Regions from separate parts of the Bombyx mori genome. Here region 2 is linked to region 1. The links are chromatin contacts, called in public Hi-C maps. All regions are on one chromosome and are shown on one strand. The core of a region is the stretch at or near the end of the contact, and the rest is flanking DNA. Distances in the headings are between cores, read along the strand shown.

Region 1 (3,134 bases), core at 272-2,771:
CGCCCTGCCTATTTCTGCCGTGAAGCAGTAATGCGTTTCGGTTTGAAGGGTGGGGTAGCCGTGGTAACTATACTGAGACCTTAGAACTTATATCTCAAGGTGGGTGGCGCATTTACGTTGTAGATGTCTATGGGCTCCAGTAACCACTTAATACCAGGTGGGCCGTGAGCTCGTCCACCCATATAAGCAATAAAAAAATAAAATAGAGTCCCTTCTTTATTTCGCCGTAAAGTCGTGTTTTATGTAATTAACACCACAGTTGAAACAATAGAAATTTTATTGTTGTAGCGGCATAAACAATTCTAAGTTATTATATTAGTTATTAAACACATCAAAAATTATTTTTACGTTTTTAAATTTTCGGCGGTAAAAAGGTCCCGTGTCACAGACTATATTCTTTTCCCACCTCTCGTGCGTTCCGGCTTAGGCATCATAAAAAGGTGCGTTCTTAAACGCCACACTTTTATGCTGTGCATCGGCAGATGAGCTCAAGAGTCGACTGATATTAAGTCCACAAGAGTCCATGAATAGCGGAAATATACTGACTCCGATCCGGTATCAAACCTTCTTCTTTCTTCTTCCTCCGTCGTATCCCACCAGGTGGGATCGGCACAGCTGATTTTTCTCTTCCATTCACTTCTATCAGCCGTCATCTCAACACTCACTCCTCTCTCTCTCTCATAACGTCATTCACACACTCCATCCATGTCTTCTTTGGTCGACATATACCGATAAATATACTATAAATATATAATACGCTCAATATACTTAAACCGATGGTATAATATAATGGGGACTGAATAGACCAGCGAGGCGATCAATAATTATAAGCCTCTTAATAAAACAGGCAATGTAACAAACAATGAAGGCACGTATAACGAATTAAACTATAATAACCACTATGTTAACACCGAGTTAGTGCCGACATTGGTTCCGGTCTATTTTACCATGAAAGTTTTCCACGCGCGGTTAACTCAACAGTGCCGCCTTCTAGGCGTTTTGGTCGGGCGCTGTTATCTCAGTTGCTCACTAATTTAAATCCACGAATGAATATTTAATAGCCATATCAAATAGGAACTCGGAAGTCTGAACGAAAATTGTAAATAAAATTAGCATGCAGTCATGATACTACGAGCGGTCGGAAATTATTGTTTCTTTGACGATAATATAATTAAAACTGTTTAAGATAATAACAATTAAATACGGTGATCAGTTGTTAAAACAACATTAAGACATTTATCGAAAAAATGTACCTAAAATATCAAAAGTGTATGATTTTCGATTAGTAGTATTTTTATAATATATTTTAGGCTGAAAATAAGATCAAGAAGTCCGGAAAACTTCGAAGGAGACGCACGAACATGCCGCGCGAAAGAACGATGAAAAACAAAATGAAATTACGGTTTTTACCGAATTCGACGTCTACCCCTTCGGACTTACGCTACGTAGGGGTTGGGGCGGAGCGGAGGCCGGGGGGGAGGGAAGAGCGACGCAGCCTCACTTCCAGCAACGATTACTGATTAGTGTGGCGGTGTGTGCGGCAGGGCCGGCCGCTTGTTCTCGTCTGATGCCGCCGCCGGCCCGCCACGAGCCTTCTCCTCAATGAAGTACCTTTCCTTGAGTAGCAGTCGAAAGTCTAACGTGATCGCCGGCTATCCCTCGCGCGTGCTATCACTGATAGTAAACGAACAGCTGATCGGAGGCCGCGTGCTGCCGGTGTTTCTACACGCCTCTACATGTGCTCCGATACTACAAATACTACGCTTGTGCTATCATGTATATGTACTTTGTGGTTGACGTTCATGCCGCGTTTATCAAAACAGACTTCGTGTTTCTTGTGTGACAATTCAAGGTGAGTTCATTGAGCACCAGTCAAAAGTATTTCATGTTTAAATTTCAGTACTCATTTATAATAAGAAGGAAAAGATAACAAGGAATAATGTGTTTTCTAATTTTGAAAACGCCAAAAAGAACTTTTCTCAATTACGCCTTCATTAAGCGTAACGGCGGCGTCTTAATTATGCTATTCCGGCTCGCTGCGAATATTTTCAGGAAATACCAGTATTGTTCCTAGTTGGAGACGTCAAAATTATTTTAAAATATTGTATTCCGGGATAAAGAAGGACTAAACCAATAACGTAGTTATTCAAACTTTGTAATGGTCAAATATGTCTTTCACTCAATGTTAGGATTCGACGTTCATTCATGTTTTCGTTCAACATATGCCATAAATATTCATATGTCATAGAGTCAACACTTTTGTGTACGCTGTACTGTTCAATATATTATTTTCGAGTGATGGAAGCGTTATTTCACATCCCACATTAGTGCAAATTTATTTCTTCATAAGAGTTATTAAATTACTGTTTAATTATTAATTAAAGATCTGAATATCGCTACACATTTTCTTTCTGAGGATTCGTACAGAGTACTCTTGTCGCATGGTACACGGGGCACTCACGTTATGCGGCCCATGAGTTTGGTAAGGCCTCTTTTTTTCTTACCAAAGATGATGGCCTTGAGAGGCCATTTCAGCGTAACCCTAACAAATAGATGAGCTCGTGGGGCTCAAACCTGACGACTTTGCTAACACTAACCCTAGCGAGAGCAGTGCTTCGCAAAATCTACCGCCGGATCGGAAACGCGACCCACTGAAAAGATCCATCGAGAAACTCAGTGGCCTGTGTCTGTGGGTTAATTTACTCGCGGAGCCCTTTGTCGCAAGCGATGGGTTCGACGAGAACGATGACCTGTGCTTGAGGTACCTAAAAGCATCGTTAATGGATTGCGAGTATCCGAAATGACATGTTTTGGGGAAGGGCTCAATAAAGAGGTGTCCAGAAAGCTCGTTTACAGCAAAAAACGTAGCTACAATTTATAAGGCAAAACAATTTTTTAACTCCAATAGATATGACAATTAGTCTTTAAATTATTTCACCAGGATTAATTACAATTATAAGTTTAATAGAGAGCGAAAATCTTACAACAAAACTTTGCAAGGCCGTTGAGTTGATCCTAAATAACAGGCTGTAAATATGAGATATACGGGTAGGTTTTCATAGTTCAATATAAAAATACGAAGGGAAATTGAAACGTACGATATGAAATACGGTAGATAAACAGTAGCAGACTGC
Region 2 (3,134 bases), core at 469-2,968, 61 kb before region 1:
GGATTCCAAAGTGGTCTTAATCTGATCGGACCAGCGCATGGGACTACGCCCCCTAGGCCTCTTTCCTTCCACTTTGCCGGTGATGAGAAGTCTTTCGAGATTGTCACCCTTTTTTCTCGCAACGTGACCGAAAAACTCTAAGATCCTACGTAGGCAAATGGTGGAGAGTCTTAAGGAGACGCCTAGTTCTTCCAGGATTGATGCGTTTGTCCGATGCGCCATCCAGGGAATCCGCAGCATTTTCCTCCAGCACCACATCTCAAACGCGTCGATCCGACTTTGATCAGCCTTCTTCAGAGTCCATGTCTCCGCCCCATATAAGAAAATAGAAAACACAAGACTTGTTACAAGTTTACGCTTGGTTTTTATGGAGATGTTTCTATCGGACCAGATGCTATCAAGCTGAGACATGGCAGTTTTTGCTATCCCGATACGTCTTCGAATCTCAGGCTCGCACGATCCAGTATTCGCAATCATGGAGCCCAGGTATATGAATCTTTCTGTTTTTTCAAGATGCAGTGACCCCGTGTGCTCCAGTTTGTTCATGCGGTCTATTACCATCACTTTTGTTTTGGATCGGTTAATGGCAAGACCAAGTTCGAGGCTAATTTTTTCAAGCTTGCTCATGAGAGCAGCCATCTCGCTTTCATTAGCCGCGAGAAGAGTGGTGTCGTCGGCGTATCGGAGGTTGGTCAATTTTACTCCACCAATGGTAACTCCACCATCCCAGCCTTCACAAGTCCGTCTCATGATATACTCTCCATAGATATTGAAAAGGACTGGAGATAATATGCAGCCTTGCCTTACACCCTTCCTAAATTTAAAGGGGGCAGAGATTGTTTCCTCCACTCTAATGATTCCCTGGTTATTAATGTACAGGTTATGTAACAGTAGGACCAGATGTTGCGGTACTCCCAATTCTGCTAGTATTTTCCACAGGTGATCCCATTTGACGTTTGACATTTGACCCATTTGATTAGGTATAGCGGACGAAAAACAGTAATTTTCTTATGAAAGTTGGTACATCTGAATAATGTTTCTTACTATTAATTCCGGTTTGAAGAGTAGGAAAAGCGGCTTTTCAAACATAGACTTTAACCTCTTGTCCCGATGGGACATCTGATAGCAACATACTAAGGCTACCGCTTTTCGAAAGGTGGGTCTGACTTTCTTTACTATTCGTTCATTAATAATCGATTTCAAAAAATAAGAGTTTCTCAATTCGATTGCTTTATGTGTGTTAACTCAATTTTTTTTAGGTATCCTGAATTAGGTTATTATTTTTTATTTGAAAGAATTACTTCTGACGTGGTCCAATTTATATCAAGATCTGAAAGGTAGTTTGGGCTATCCTTAATAATGTATAAATGTAATTGGATTCGACAACCTTAATGATATTCTCGTTTTATTTTGTTGAAGTCACTTTTCTATTTTGTTTATTTTTTGTATGCTCTGATGTGTTTAAATGAGATGTTAATAGTTGTTTCGTATACACACGTGCATGTTACGTTGATGCGGGGCACATGCACGTGCCAAACACGTGTTCGCGAACGACTTCAACGATAAAGTAATAATAATATCCTGTTATAAAAATCAAAAACAAAAAAAATAATATTGGAAGAGCGGATTGAAACGCCGCTCCTGCTATACGCCAAGTACAGGGTGGGCCAGAAAGGCGTGCGAATTTCAAAATCACATTACTCGCGGCAGGAAAGCGGGAGCGGGGTGCGGGTAATGGGGATAGGTTCCTTGGTTCTCGGAAATTCAGTTGCCATGGAGCGTTTTACCGGTGAGCAGCGTGCTTTTTGTGTGAAAGCGTATTACAAAAATGGCGATTCGGGCACTATTGCGCGGCGTTTATTTCGTTCTAAGTTTAATTTACATGATTTAAACCAATGTCCGAGTGAAAGTGTGATCAGATCGTGGGTCAGAAAGTTTGAGTCTTCGGGTTTGACATTAAATGAAAAACCTGCGGGGCATCCAAGGTCTATAAGAACGGAAGAGAATGTAAGCGAAGTCGCGGTGTCTGTACGGCGCGATCCCCAGCAGTAAATTCTGATCGCTACACAGCAATGTTACGTAACTTTTTCTTTCCACAACTGCATAATTTTGAAGCCTATAACAGCAGGACCTGGTTTCAACAAGATGGCGCGACATCCCATACATCCAATGAGTCTTTGGCAGTTGTCAACGAAATGTTTAATGGAAAACTGATATCGCGTCGAGGGGACATTCCATGGCCTCCCCGGAGCCCAGATCTCACGCCACTAGATTTTTTTCTGTGGGGATACCTCAAGAGTCGCATTTACGCCAATAAACCGACGACAATTTCCCAGCTCAAAGACAATATTCGCAAGGAAATGTCCGATATCCCACGAGCGATGTGCCAGCGAGTTTTCACGAATTTGAGGGCTAGATTGGAAGAGTGTGTACGTGTAGATGGCACACATCTCAGCGATGTTATTTTTAAAAAATAAAATTCCCATTTGTAATCTTTATTATAATTATATTTTTTCTTTCCTGAGCTTTGTAGTTTTTTTTATATTATTTTTTATAATCCGCTCAACTTTATGGCCCGCCCTGTATTTTCTCCCATAATTGCAGCTTAACGAAGCCTACGATAACTAGTTATTTTTCAATGACTAGTGAAGAACATAACTACTGAGTTAAATTTTTTTATTGCTTAGATGGGTGGACGAGCTCACAACTCACCTTGAGACATAAGTTCTAAGATCTCAGTATAGTTACAACGGCTGCCCCATCCTTCAAACCGAAACGCATTACATATTCACGGCAGAAATAGGCAGGGAGGTTGTACCTACCCGCGCGGTCTCACAAGAGGTCCTACCACCAGTACAACATATAATGTTAATCAATCATTTTTTTATAGCACATCAATTAAATTATATTAGCGTGTCATCCAAACTGCTTAATAAGCTAGGTGAAGCATGACATTGCAATGGAATTCACATTAATATTCAGTACCTAAGTATTGTAAGCTTTAACTAATTCACAATTTAATTTACGGCCGGAAATAAAATAAAGTGTCCTTGAACACAAGAGCCAGTGCGAATTAATTATTTTTTGTTAAAAATTTACAACTACCTCTGTAGTTTAACATCCTTCTGATCCGC

The links. Hi-C and Micro-C count contacts between places; a contact is called where the count stands out from the background.
Region 2: a contact with region 1 is called in a Hi-C map of middle silk gland, with 1.5 times the contacts expected there. The contact joins the enhancer-like site here to the promoter of LOC101743862 in region 1. A contact is called at or near these places in 2 of 7 Hi-C or Micro-C datasets (middle silk gland and whole pupa).

The regions. Positions count from the first base shown.
Region 1 is chr19:6,569,047-6,572,180 of ASM3026992v2, reverse strand. It overlaps LOC101743862 (cell adhesion molecule Dscam2), which reads left to right and starts at 1,521. Exons shown (of 38, transcript XM_062673973.1): 1 at 1,521-1,852. The coding sequence starts at 1,737.
Region 2 is chr19:6,630,220-6,633,353 of ASM3026992v2, reverse strand. No RefSeq gene overlaps it. Among protein-coding and RNA genes, the nearest start is that of LOC101744292, 18 kb to the right of the region's middle. Within about 2 kb of position 1,718, at least 1 of the 8 cell types and tissues checked has open chromatin away from gene starts, as enhancers often do.